2 separate regions of the Sus scrofa genome follow, and region 1 is linked to region 2. Evidence: chromatin contacts called from public promoter capture Hi-C data. All regions are on one chromosome and are shown on one strand. Each heading gives the region's core, a stretch centred on a gene start, on an enhancer-like site or on the middle of the called end of the contact. The rest is flanking DNA. Distances are from core to core; before and after follow the strand shown. Region 1 holds the start of LOC100737756 (zinc finger protein 850-like). Region 2 holds the start of ZNF583 (zinc finger protein 583).

Region 1 (7,063 bases), core at 1,698-4,197, 1.8 Mb before region 2:
GATCTAAACAGACAATTCTCCAAAGACACACAGATGGCAAAAAAAAAAAAAAAATGTTCAACATCACTAATTTTATTAAAGAAATGCAAATCAAAACTACTATGAGTTACCACACGACCTTATACTAGCTAGAATCGCCATTGTCAAAAAGTCTACAAACAAGGGAGTTCCCATCATGGCTCAGTGGTTAACAAAGCAGACTAGTATTCATGAGGTTGCAGGTTTGATCCCTGACCTTGCTCGGTGAGTGGGTTAAGGATCCAGTGTTGCCGTGATCCATGGTGTAGTTCACAGCTGCAGCTCATATCCCACATTGCTGTGGCTGTGGGGTAGGCTTGCAGCTGCAGTTCTGATTCAATCCCTAACCTGGGAATTTCCATATGCCATGGGTATAGAACTAAATAAAGACAAAAGACACAAAAAAATATAAGAGAAAAGTCTACAAACAATAAATGCTGGAGTTCCCGTTGTGGCGCAGTGGTGAACGAATCCGACTAGGAACCATGAGGTTGCGGGTTCAATCCCTGGCCTTGCTCATTGGGTTAACGATCCAGCATTGCCATGAGCTGTGGTGTAGGTTGCAGACGTGGCTCAGATCCTGCATTGCTGTGGCTCTGGCGTAGGCCGGGGGTGACAGCTCCGATTCGACCCCTAGCCTGGGAACCTCCATATGCCGTGGGAGAGGCCCAAAGAAATAGCAAAAAGACAAAAATAAATAAATAAATAAATAAATAAATAAATAAATAAATAAATAAATGCTGGAGAGGTTGTGGAAAAAAAGAGAAGGAACCCGCTTACATTGTTGGTGGGATTATAAATTGCTGCAACCACTATGGAAATCAGTATGGAGATGCCTTAAAAACTAAAAATAGAATTACCATAGGATGCAGCAATCTCACTCCTGGGCATCTATCCAGAGAAAACCATGAGTTGAAAACACACATGTACCCAATGTTCATTGCAGCACTATATACAATAGCCAAGACATGGAAGCAACCTAAATATCTATCAGCAGGGTAGTGAATAAAGAAAATGTGGTACATACACACAATGGAATATTACTCAGTCATAAAAAAAGAGTGAGATAATGCCATTTGCAGCAACTTACATGGACTGAGAAATTATTATGCTAAGTGAAGTTAGTCAGATAGAGAGACACAAACTACCACTTATATGCGGAATCTAAAAAAACAGATACAATGTACTTATTTGCAGAACAGAAACCTGTTAGTATGAAGGAGAGAAGAAAATACAGTCAACTGGAGCAGTGAGGTCCTAAGAAGCTTTTATTAACCAGAGAGACGGCCAGAAACACAGAGAGAGCCCCCAATTCCCCACTTTTTAGGGAGAGTTAGGTTTTATAGGGAAGGAGTTGTGTGTTGAGTCACAGAGTCATGGGATGGTGGCTGGAGTCTGTTCCAGGTGGTAGGATTAATCTTTAGCTGGCCAGAAGACTATCTTTATTCTAGGAAACTCAACCATCCAGATGGAAATGTCCAACAATATTCTGAAGCGTCATAAGTTTGGGCTGGAACAGATCTATACCTCATGATGACACTTTTATGGCTGGTTTTTTTTTTTTTTTTTTTTGTCTTTTTGCTATTTCTTTGCGCCACTCCCGCAGCATATGGAGGTTCCCAGGCTAGGGGTCGAATCGTAGCTGTAGCCACCGGCCTACACCAGAGCCACAGCAACGCGGGATCCGAACTGCGTCTGCAACCTACACTATAGCTCACGGCAACGCCAGATCATTAACCCACTGAGCAAGGGCAGGGACCGAACCCGAAACCTCATGGTTCCTAGTCAGATTCGTTAAGCACTGCGCCACGACGGGAACTCCTATGGCTGCTTTGGTGTTCAGTGTTACCACCTAAGAAAATTGACTCACAGATTCTGAAAAACTTACGTTTACCAAAGGAGACAGGTTTGGAAGGGAAGGATGGGCTAGGAGTTTGCAGTGGGAATGTTGTAAAATTAGGTTGTGATGATGGTTGTACAACTATAAATATAATAAAATTCATTGAATTTTTTTTAAAAGAAAGAAACTTGGAGACGGAGTTTCGGGTGAAGTAGAAAGGAGTAGATTTTAGACCACAGCAGGATAATGTCATGAAGATGATACCCTCATTTGGGAGAGAAGATGAAGTGGTCTCATAATTTTGGGAGTAGAAAATGGACCACAGATAAGGATCAGGGTAGATGCAAGCTCTCATTCTTCTTCAAAGCTGGTGTCAGGCAGTCCAGGGACACATTCTGGTGGTCCTTGAGATTACCGCACAGTGACTTTCTTTCCGGATTAAAAAATGCTTAATCAAGTAGTAACATTTTCCATTCTTTGGGAGTTTGAGTTCAGTAGAAAACCTCAAAGATGTTGTCATGCGCATCCCTTAAGGTGGAATCAGGACCTGACCCAGGGATGTACTCTTGTTTGTCAGCTGCTCCTCCCTCCTTTCCCTGATTAAACACTATTTGAATTTACCCTTTGGAACACAGGGACTGCCATGGAGGCTGAATGAAGCCTTTTCCTACAAACCAAAATGGGGGACACCGGAACGCTTTTGTGACCAGGAGCCCCATAGGGTCCTGCTGGGTTTCATTACTCTGTGCAGTGATGGAGCATTGAGATCAGTCTATTTGGGCATATCTCAAATAACAATTTTATTTCCTGGGCTGGCCTTCACGGAGTATGAAACTATGTCTTTCTCCTGCAGTTCACAAGGAAAGTCCCTCCCTTGTTAGACGTAGGATGACCACCGTCAAGCACTCCCTACGGTAGTGCAGGGAGGATGCTCTTGTAGTCAAGATGGAGCACACCCGTGCGCGGGAGAGGTGGGGTGGTCGTCTCTGGAGCTCTAGGAACTACTTTACCCAGAAGATCAAGCGTCGAGTTGAGCCAATGAAAGATCAGATAAAGGTATTTTTGTGCGTGCGCATGTCGTCGGGGCGGGACTTCCGGCGTCCTCCTCCAGGCAGCCATTTTTATTGCTTTCGTGTGTTTTCTGGCTCCGGGGCTCTGTACCGGCACCGGGTTTCGGGACCGAGGAGTCTGAGTGGCGGCGCAGTCTCCGCTCCTCAGAGGCGGGCCTCAGGCTCGGTGACGCCGCCTGGAGGACCCCGCGTCAGGCCGGTACCCGTGCCCCCCTCCGCTCCCGCCGCTCCGTTCACAGAGTCAGATGGCGGCGGCCGCCCTGAGGGACAAGCCTCAGGTAAACGCTGGTCCTCCGGGCCCTCACCGCCCTCACCCCGCCAGACCCTATAGCCCCGAGTGCGGGGCGTCTTCTCACGTGCCTGACGTCCAGGCTCCGGTGTCCGGGACGGCGAGGCGGTCGTGGGTGAGGCCCTCTTTCTGATCAACTCTGTGATGGCGCGTGGGAAAGGGTACGGGTGGAGGGAGCCGCAGGTGCAAAGGCTTGGAGATCGGGCAGAGCCCCGAGGATTCGGGAAACCTGGGGCCCATCTGATGTCTGCAGTAAATGCAGCGTGTGGGGTGGAGTGACGCCTGGACTGTCTGACAGGTTCTTTTATCCTGAGGGTCCTGGAAGCCGTGGAGGGTAGGCAACAGAAGAGTTTAAGAACCTGTATTAGGTTTCAAAAGTTTTCAAAAAGCCGATCAAAGAGAATTAACTGAAATGGTGAAAAGGACTGTGCGGCACAGAGAGCTGTAGGAAGCAGCACCGAAGACTGAGGCTTGGAGGTTAGTCGGTTAGCCCAAGGCCACCAGGATTCAGGGCTGGGCTTCGAAACAGGGGAGGCCTGACCTTACCTGTAGCCAAGCCTTAGTTGCTTTCCCCATTCCACAGGTTCTGAAGGCAGGAAAGCACGTAGGAAATCTACACAAGGAGAGTGTCCCAGTCCTTCAGTGGCCTTGGCACCACCCACACGTTGTCTGGGGCTGTGGTGTCTTGAACCTCTTCCCTTGCCGTTTTCACTCCTTTTGGGTGGAGTGACCGTGGGGATACCTCAAGCCCAGGGCCTTGAGTGCAGGCCAAGGGTCAGTGGAGGTGTTCTTCTTTCTGTCAGGCAGTGTAAACACATGTGAAAGGTTATGTCTCGAAGAGATACCCACATGTGCCAATGCTTGGAATCATGATTCTGGTGGAGACAGGGTACAACCAGTCTCCATTCTTTTTATTAGGAACAAAGAGCTGAGGGTTAAGAATCAGGCCCGTAATGTGCCTGTGCAGAATTTGGGCATTTGTTTTGGAGGTAATGAGAAGTTTGGATGAGAAGAGATTATTCTTACCCATGTGTTAGTAGGTTCCATGGCTGCAGAGAAGAGACTGTGGGAGCAAGACAGGAGGCAGGGAGCCCAGGAGGGGGCATTTACAATAATCCAAATGAAGAGTTCCTCCGGTGGCTCAGTGGGTTAAGGATCTGGCATTGTCACTGCTGCTGCGCAGGTCTCTGCAGAGGCAAGTGTTTGTTCCCTGGCCCAGCACAGTGGGTTAAAGGATCCGACATTTCTACAGCTGTCGCGTAGGTCACAGCTGTGGCCTACATTCAGTCCCTAGCCTGAGTGAGAATGTCCATTAAAAAAAAAAAAAAAAAAGAGTTCCCATTGTGGCTCAGCAGGTTAAGAACCTGACTGGTATCCATGAGGATGCAGGTTCAATCCTCAGTGGGTTAAGGATTAGATGTTGCTGCAAACTTTGGTGTAGATCACGGATGCAGCTCAGATCTGGCATTGCTGTGGCTGTGACTCCTTTTCTACCTGTAGCCTGGGAACCTCCACATGCAGCGGGTGGGCCCTTAAAGAAAGAAAAAAAAGGGGTCAAGTAAATTTTTGAATGTTGTGCATGAGGGAGAGAAAGGGAAGAGTCAGAGATGGCCCCAGTGTTTTGTTTTGTTGTTGTTGTTGTTGTTGTTATTTCTTGGGCCGCTCCCGCGGCATATGGAGGTTCCCAGGCTAGGGGTTGAATCGGAGCTGTAGCCACCGGCCTACGCCAGAGCCACAGCAACGCGGGATCCGAGCTGCGTCTGCAACGTACACCACAGCTCACGGCAACGCCGGATCGCCAACCCACTGAGCAAGGGCAGGGACCGAACCCGCAACCTCATGGTTCCTAGTCGGATTCGTTAACCACTGTGCCACGACGGGAACTCCGCCCCAGTGTTTTTGATGTTAGGAGCTGATGGGATAGAATCTCCATCAACTGGGATGGGAAAGTTTTGTTTAATTTTTAGGGCTACCTGCAGTATTATGGAAGTTCCCAGGCTAGAGTTCAAATCAAAGCTGGAGCTGCTGGCCTACACCACAGCCACGGCAGCACCAGATGTGAGCTGCGTCTGTGACCTAGGCTGCAGCTGGCAGCAGTGCCAGATCCTTAACCCATTAAACAAGGCCAGGGATTGAACCTGCAGTCTCATGGATGCTAGTCAGGTTCTTACCCCACTGAGCCACCATGGGAACTCCTAGGATGGGAAGTTTATGGTAGGTTAATTTTCTTTGGGAATATCAGATGTTTTGTTTTGGTCCTGTTAAGAGTCTGAGGTGTTTCAGAGAAGGAGAGTGGACACAGCAGACGGGTGTCCAGATAGCTAGGGAGGAAGGGGGCTGTGGTGCGGAACAGGGAGTTGTGGTCCCATTGGCGGGGGGGAATGCAGGTCATCCTGGAAGTGCTGTTCACTGCTCCGAAAGAGGAGGGTCCGTGATGAGTGGTTTCCCTGCTCCACACCTGAGTAGCCTTGCTGAGCACACAAATGTGGGTGAAGGACAGACGTGCACAGAGTAACCATATGGAAGAGAATGGTATGACAGGTGCTAAAGGCTTTCCTGAGAGTAGTGGACATGTGGTGGCTCTAGAGGCCTAGAAATAATTGAATCAAATGACAAGAAGGCCTGGACTCTTATTTATCTGTGAATGTACAGCTTCACTGGAATTTTGTGGTGACGCTTGGTGGGTTCTGGGGTGTTTAGTCCTGATGGTGGATAGGTCTGGGGTAGATGTCATTTGTGAAAGTCACTGTGCCTTGCCCAGAGACCGTCAGGGCAAGGGGAGAGGAGACAGTTGTGGCTGAGGGGACAGGGAGTGCATCACAGAAGTGGAAGTGGGTTTTCGGCATCTATAATTACATGTGCCTCTGGGCGGCTAAAATCGAACCAGGGATCAGTAAAGGAGTCCTTCAAAGCAGCATTTGGCTTTCCCCAAGTGCTTAGTTGTGGGAGCCAAAGATGTGAGAGAGGTGCAGTCTACAGAATGCTGTGCACGTTTAAAGGAAGTGCTGGCTCATGGCCCCAGGGCCTGGTCCTAGGGACTAATGGGGGAAGCGGGGAAGCCTCCGTCTGCTTCACAAGCCCCAGGGAAGTGGGAAACGGGGTGGATGGAACCCTGCAGGCCAGGACCAGAGCTTGGATGACATCTCTGTACTGTCCTGCCCGATGTTGCCAAAAGCTGAACGCAGTGACTAAAGGGACCCTGAGGATGGGGTGAGCATGAGGGGCACCTAGGCCTGGAATTCCTGTGAGGTGGTGAGCTCTGGAGGAGGATGAGGGTGGCAGAGCTTTGTGATGAGTTGGATTGTGGGATTGCAGAGAATGTTCACAGCTGACTCTGTCTCTGTCACAGCAGTGTAGTATGACCTTTGAGGACATTGCCGTGTACTTCTCTTGGGAAGAATGGAGGCTCCTTGATGAGACTCAGAGACGCCTGTACCTCGATGTGATGCTGGACAACTATGCCCTTATATCCTCCCTGGGTAAGACTCTCACAGCCGTCCCAGTGACTGGGACAAGGCTCTGTCCCCAGAGGGTGCTCTGCTCTCACATGTGCACTGTGGGCACTTCTTGCTTCCCAAACTTTCTGTGTAGTTGCTGTGGTAGATGGGGCTGGATTGTTTGCACTGCCCATTTCTTACCACTGCAACCCCGGTACCTGCTGCCCTGAATGGTTGTTAGGAAAAGGATTCAAAGCGACTCATATTGCAGTGAGCTTAATAGATTCTATGTGACTTGTTTTTTCTCTGGGTCGGTGTGTCCAGATCTATCTCATCTCTGTGTCCCAGGTTGTTTGTTTTTTGTTTTTTGCCTCTTTACGGCCACACCCTCGGCATGTGGAAGTTCCTA
Region 2 (7,322 bases), core at 2,496-4,995:
CGCTACAGCCACCGCGGCATCAGATCTGAGCTGCATCTGTAGCCTGTGCTGCAGCCTGCGGCAGTGCTGGGTCCTTAACCCACTGAATGAGGCCAAGGATCAAACCTGCATCCTCACAGACTTAATGCTGGTTCTTAGCCTGCTGAGCCACAACAGTCACTCCTTAAAATAGTGTTTTCTGTCTTAGAAAAGAGCATTTTCATTAAGGTCAAGATCTGCTTTAAGACAAAGGCTCATCATTGTGTGAAAGCAGAACATAGCACACACGTTTTTCCTGAGAAAATTCTCGAATGAAGATTTTATCAGCTGTACAGTTTTATCAAGTGAAGAAAACTCACTCAACCACTTTCTTAATTTGGGTACAGTGGTCTCCAAAGGTCAGATCTCCTGAGGCTCTTCCAAAACTATGACAATCCAGATTCTGAACAATTAATCCATTGAACTGATTGTCTTAAAACCCCCAGCTCTGTACTCTGCTTGCTTTTAAACTGAAGACGCGGATGGAGGATGACCTAGATTCAAATGCTCTGTGCAACCTCAAACTAGACCGTAATTTTTTTTGTTGTTGTTGTTGTTGGTCTTTTTGCCTTTTCTAGGGCCGCTCCCGCAGCATATGGAGGTTCCCAGGCTAGGGGTCTATTCAGAGCTGTAGCCACCGGCCTATGCCAGAGCCACAGCAACTCAGGATCCGAGCCGCATCTGCTACCTACACCACAGCTCACGGCAACACTGGATCCTTAACCCACTGGGCAAGGCCAGGGATTGAACCCACAACCTCATGGTTCCTAGTCGGATTTGTTAACCACTGAGCCACAACGGGAACTCCTAATTCTCTCTCTCTCTTTTTTTTTTTTTTTTTTTTTTTTTTGCTATTTTAGGGCTGCATCTGTGGCATAAGTTCTCAGGCTAGGGGTTGAATCAGAGCTGCAGCTGCCGGCCTACACCACAGCAACGTGGGATCTGAGCTGCATCTGCGGCTTACACCACACCTGCATTCTCATGGATCCTAGTCAGGTTCGTTAACCAAGGAGCCACGAAGGGAACTCCTAGATCTTAGTTCTGACAACAAATCTAGCATAGATTTTTATCTAAACTTCAGCCACACACGCACCTGTCAGTAGCAGGAGATGGCACCCCCACACTGAAACTGAGACCAACCAACACTAGCTCCCCTGCTTTTGTGTGTGATCCCTTACCAGCATTCATCTTCATTTCAGCACACCTCAGTCCCTGTAAGGGATGTTCTCATTTTATGTAAGGAAGGAGATTTCTTCTCCCTCTGGCCTCACAGCGGAATACAAAGCCATCAGAAGATGAATGGTATATAAAATGAATCCCTCTGGGCACCGGTCCAAGTGGATGGGGGCGTGGGAGAGGGTACTAGCTGCCTGGTCTTTTTATTCCCTAAAATGGGAACATCTGAGAATCCGATTCTTGGATGGAACCCAGATGGGAAGCTACAGGATAAGGAAAGCAAATATTTACATGATTTTAAAACTCACGAGGGACATGACTTTCAGAATTTCATGGGCTGATGAGTCCTGCTCCCGGTTTCTCTCCTGGGGAAGGGCAGAGTCCGGAGATGGCAGAGCTGAGGGAGGAAAAAGCAAACATTAGAGGCCAGGCTTGCCTCAGCTCCCAGACTGAGTGCCTACCTCCTTTACTCCCCACCCCCCCCCAAAATTAGAGGGAGCTGGGACAAACTCTGGCCGTTACTCAGCTCCACCTTGTTACTGATGCAAATCTGAGCTAGGGATGCTCAGACGTGGTCCCGTTACGGAGACGTGGTGTCCCTGGGAGAAGGAAGGCTGTCCTCAGTCCTGGGAGCACAGCCTGCCTGAGATGCATCAGCCCGGCCCGCAGTGAAACCTTCCCAGATATTTAACTCTCATGTCCTCAGTATAACACCTTTGAAAGTCTCCTTGGCTTTTAACCTAACTTCCAAATTCTCAAAGAACCCCACAGCCCAACTCAAGGCCTTGTGGACACGATTTTGTGGACCCTGCCTCGAGCCAACGAATGGCGGCAGTGGGCGAATTAGATGGAGTAGGCCCAGTGCTCCACTCTCGTCACATAAAGACGGCCCTGCACAAATGTGACAGCAAAGCTATGTGCATAATATTTGCTAAAAAACTGAACCAAAAAGTTAATACATTTCACAGGTAGGCAAGTGGTTGAATCATTTTTGACACAGCCATATGATGGATGCCAAGCAACTATCAAAAATGATGTGGTTGACAATATCAGCTGACAAAGATATTCACAATGGAGCCCTTTGTACAAGAAAACATGCAGCAAAAGAAGTGAAACCCAGAGTTCCCACTGTGGCACAGTGGGCTAAGAACCTGACTGCAGCACCCCCACCTCCCCATCCTGAAGTGTTGAAAGATCCTGTGGTTGCCATTGTGCAGGTCACACCCCTAGTTTGGATTCAGTCCCTAGCCCAGGAACTTCCATATGCCAAGAGTGCGGCCATAAAACAAAAGCAACAACAAAAAGACGTCAAACCCACCCATGCCCAGGCTAACTGCCCCTCCTCCCCAACGAAACCAAAACCAGAATGGAAAACATTGAGTATTAAGATGTATTGAGTATTAAGATGCGGAGGCTCATTTCATAAAAACTTAGAGTGCCTGGAGTGTTACAAATATTTAATTCTAAGTAGTGTGTAAATGAAATAATGATAAATGTTTCCTAATAGCACATAACAGGTCTTTTTCCTCGTGACCACTTTTTTTTTTAAGCATTATATGTATCAGCTGTAAATATTCTATTATAGGGCTGGCCTGTGATTTACCCAACCGTTTCCCCAAGGTTGAACAAATTTTGAACAAGATCCGGTAAAATGTTCAAACATGTCACAGCTTCTAAACTAGCCGTTCCGGAGTTCCCGTCATGGCTCGGTGATTAACCAACCCGACTAGTATCCTGAGGATGGGGGTTTGATCCCTGGCCTTGCTCATTGGGTTAAGGATTTGGCGTTGCCCTGAGCTGGGGCGTAGGTCGCAGTAGCGGCTGGGATCTGGCGTGGCTGTGGCTGTAGGCCGGCAGTTACAGATCGGATTAAACCCCTAGTCTGGGAACCTCACTATGCTGCGGAATAAACTAGTGGTTCCAAATCTTCTGGGGTCTTGCAACTCACTTCGTCAAAGATTTAAAAAAAAAAAAAACAACTACGTTAAGAATAAATGCAAAACATCCATAAGCAAGCATTTTCTGGAGTTCAGGACCCTCCAAGAGACACACCCACCTTAGGGATCCATGCACCCGGGCTATGAGCTCGACTGCAGGTAGGGGGCGCCAGCAGGGCGCGCTGCGGGGGCCGATGGGAAATGTAGTCCAGAGCGAGGAAAGCCGCTGACTTACGTGGGGGTAAGACGTTCCGGTTCTGCTTAAGCCCGAGACCTGCCTGGTCGTGGAGCTCGCTCCCGCGCGGATCCTACAACACCTGGCGAGCTCCGGAGCCCCTCACCTGCCGCCTCTTTGGATCCAGATGCCCCCGCTGCCGCGCCCACTCTAGCCTCGGGGCGCTTCCTCCTAGAAACCAGCGGAGTCGGGAGCCGGAAGATGGCGCAGACGCACAAAGCACCGCCGATGCTGCGTCCCGATTGGAACAGCGCCGCAGTTGCTTCTGGGAAACGTAGTCTCCAGGCCCAAAGGCAGTAACCAAACCGCAAGGCAAGATCTCGCGATGTTTCTGGTGGGCGGGTCCGTGCGTGTGTCTGTGTGTGAGAGAAAGAGACCGTCTGGGATGGGACGGGGTGCGCTGTGTCCACAGGCTGCTGCGTGAAGTTGTGTGTTGCGCTTGTTGTCCGCGCGTGGTCGTCTCTCCGACGGCAGGTGAGTGTGTGAGCGGCCGTGGTGGTGCGTGTTCTGACTCGGTGGTTGAGTGTGTGGCTGGGACCGTTCAGCGCCGGGCAGACGTCTGTGTGTGGCTGCAGAGGCGGTATATGTGCGAAGTTTCTTCTCACGTGTTGAGTCGTCCGGACCGTGCAGCAGGCATTTTACCAGATGTTCTGGAGGGAGGTAAAAGCCCTGGAGTTGGTTCCGTAACCAATTTTACAACATCTTGCACAAGAGTTCCCTCGCTGTGGCGAGGCGAGTTGAGTCCCACGGCGTGGCTGGGGTCGCCGTGGAGGCGCCGGGTCGATCCCTGCCCGGTGCAGTGGGTTAAGGAATTCTGCGCGGCGGCTCGGGCGGTATAGGTCTCGGCCGCGGTGGAGTTTCAGTCCCAGTCCCAGTCCCAGGAAACTCCACATGCCCCCAGAGCGGCCAAGAAGTCTATGATGGTAGCTGGGGTATTAGTCCATGAGTTGTCAGCTAGGAGAGAAAGCCTGGAAATATTAAACAGAGAAGCAGACTGTATGATAAGGGTAGCAAGTCATTGGGATAAAAATGGACTTTTTTGTGTGTATCTTTTTAGGGCCGCACCTGAAGCATATGGAAGTTCCCAGGCTAGGAGTCGAATAGGAGCTACAGCCTCTGGCCTGCGCCACAGCCACAGCAAGGCAGGCTCCAAGCCGCCTCTGCGACCTACACCACAGCTCATGGTAACACAGGAGCCCTAACCCACTGAGCAAGGCCAGGGATCGAACACGTGTCCTCATGGATACTGGTTGGGTTCCTTAACCGCTGAGCCACCACAGAAACTCCAGAAATGGACTTCTTAATGAGCAACCCTGAGGAATAACTGGATAACCATTGGGGAAAAAATTAAAGTGTATTCATGCTTCATATCATACAAAAGTATAATCACCAACTTTATCAGAGTTCTAAATTAAACCGTACAAATAGCAGACAAGTACAGAGGTGAATTCCATTATAACCTGAGTGTGTGGAAAGGCTTTCTAATTACGACTTAAAAATCCAAACTTAATACAAGAAAAGACTGCTACACTTGGGAACACAAAGCTAAAGCACTTTGTAAGGCAAAATACACCATAAGCAAAGGCAAAAGAAAAATGACAAAAGTTTTTACAACTTTATATATCTCAGATAAGGAGCCTATATTTCTATTGTATAAAGACAAAAAGCCAAAAAAAAAAAAATGCAAGCAATCCCTAAACTCAACTTTGTAGGTTCTTTTTCATAATAGCAGTGATTTGGAAACTATTTTGTATGCATCATAGGATTGAGAAAACAAATAAATATATTGATTTGTTGGAAGCCAGTGTTTTACTATGGGAAAAGAGTGAGTGGATGATGGAAGGTAGGGAAGAATCCTGTGGTATTAGATTCGTGTGAACTCATGGTTAAAAATGTGTGTGGAGTTCCTGCCGGGGCGCAGTAGGTTAAAAGGATCCAGGCGGGTTGCAGCTGTGGCTTGGATTCAGTCCCTGGCCCTGGAACTTCCATATGTTGTGGGTGTGGTCATAAAATTTTTTTTTTTTAAGTGTGTTTGTTTCCCTCACTAGATCAATGTTAACATCCATAGTGAGGGCACAGTGATTGCATGTACCCTTGATAAGATGTGGTGAAAATGACATTTTACCTCTGTGGTCTTCCTCTCCAGAACACATAATCCCAGTGTAATGGCAGAATATCAGACACGCTAATTCAGGGCCATTTGAAAAAATATCTGCCCTGAACTCCTTAAAACTGTTAAGGTCAATGAAAACAAGAAAAGTCAGAGAAATGGTCACAACTAAAAGGAACCTAAGGGGAGACAACTACTAAAAACAATGTATCCCGGATGAGATCCTGGAACAGAAAAAGTGTGGACTTTAGTTAATAGTAATGTATTCATGTTGGTTCATTAATTGTAAAAAATGTGTGCTAGTCGTGGAGGAAAGTGGGTGCAGGGAATATAGGAACCCTCTGTACTATCTTTGCAGTTTTTCTGTAACTCAAAAACTTGTAAAGTAAAAAAATTAGTCTTGTTATTTTTTAAAAAGTATCTGTGTTTTTATGTTTTCTACTCTATTTGTTGAATGGGCCCTGGGAGCAGTGATGCCCCAGTATCAATAAGCATACCTAAGTATCCAGACCTTGGTCTCTAAATACCATTTTCTAATAAAAGGAATCAAAGTTTCTTGGGGAAATGGCTGATTCTAGGACAGTGGCAGGGAAAGTACTAGATGAGTATGGAATATCTTCTTGTGCCAAAAAGTAGGGAAATGCTCAAAAAAATATGGAGGATTCCCTGCTTACACCTGTGCCGGTATAAGAGAACTAAACTTGCTATCCCACTCTATAAACGGAAAACTAGATAATACTTGTCTTTTCAGATATTGGACAACTGGTAGTGCAAGACTTTGATCCTTGAGAGAAGGGAGAATAAATGAGATACTACAGTTGCTGTGGCCTTTTCTCACTTGAAGGCATAGTTGAGACAATGTAGGAAGGAGGAGCCCAAGAAGAGCACAGCAGATTTGCTAAAGTGAGACAACAGAGCTTGGGGAAACTCAAGTAACTAGAATTTGATGAGCAGAGTGTGGGAGTGGAAGGAGATACTCAGAGAAAGAGCTCCAGAAATAGTCATAGGAGTCTCCTTGAATTTTTGGTGGTAAGCTAAGGTGCACATATATCTATTTGAAGTGAATTTCTAAAACAGGCAAAACTATATGATGGACAGTAGATCAGTGGTTGCTTTGGTCCAGGGGTCTGGGGAAAGTCTGAAAAGGAACAGAAGGGAACATTCTGGGTTGATGGAAACTTTCATATCTTGATTTGGGGTGATTACCTGAATGCATATGTTTGTCAAAGCTCTTTGAAGTGTGCTCTTCAGGATTTAGCTTGAAGGAGGCTTCTGTGGGCAAAATTAGGACAATCTGAGCATCAGTATAACTACATTAAGAGTTTAACTCAATAAAATATTCATATGTCCATACTAAAATAAATGATGAATGGGAATTCCCGACGTGGCGCAGTGGTTAACGAATCCGACTGGTATCGGTTGTGGGTTCAATCCCTGGCCCTTCTCAGTGGGTTAAGGATCTGGCATTGCTGTGAGCTCTGGTGTTGGTTGCAGATACGGCTGGGATCTGGCGTTGCTGTGGCTCTGGTGTAGGCCAGCGGCTATAGCTCCGATTGGACCCCTAGCCTGGGAACCTCCATATGCCACCGGTGTAGCCCTAGAAAAGACAAAAATAAATAAATAAATACAATGATGAATGGATGAGAAGGGAAAGAACTTATAGAAGAACTCTAAAAGGAACGAGTTAGAAAATATCTTTCCACCATCATAGTAGTAATTGATTTAGGCAGAAATCTCATTGATTTTAAATCTCTTGGTGAAGACTGATAACGAATGGGATATCTTTGTAGTCTCAAATTATCTCCCCACACATAACTTGTTACAAAAAAATTAGTCACTTCAGAGT

Evidence for each region. Promoter capture Hi-C pulls out the DNA fragments that hold promoters and counts their contacts.
Region 1: a contact with region 2 is called in a promoter capture Hi-C map of liver, with 8 times the contacts expected there. The contact joins the promoter of LOC100737756 here to the promoter of ZNF583 in region 2. A contact is called at or near these places in 1 of 5 promoter capture datasets (liver) and 1 of 47 Hi-C or Micro-C datasets (liver).

The regions. Positions count from the first base shown.
Region 1 is chr6:62,482,585-62,489,647 of Sscrofa11.1, reverse strand. It overlaps LOC100737756 (zinc finger protein 850-like), which reads left to right and starts at 2,947. Exons shown (of 3, transcript XM_021095140.1): 1 at 2,947-3,206; 2 at 6,567-6,696. The coding sequence starts at 3,174.
Region 2 is chr6:60,717,718-60,725,039 of Sscrofa11.1, reverse strand. It overlaps ZNF583 (zinc finger protein 583), which reads left to right and starts at 3,745. Exons shown (of 4, transcript XM_021095099.1): 1 at 3,745-3,840. ZNF582 (zinc finger protein 582) reads right to left here and starts at 3,995. Exons shown (of 5, transcript XM_021095108.1): 1 at 3,473-3,995; 2 at 1,503-1,591. The coding sequence starts at 1,511.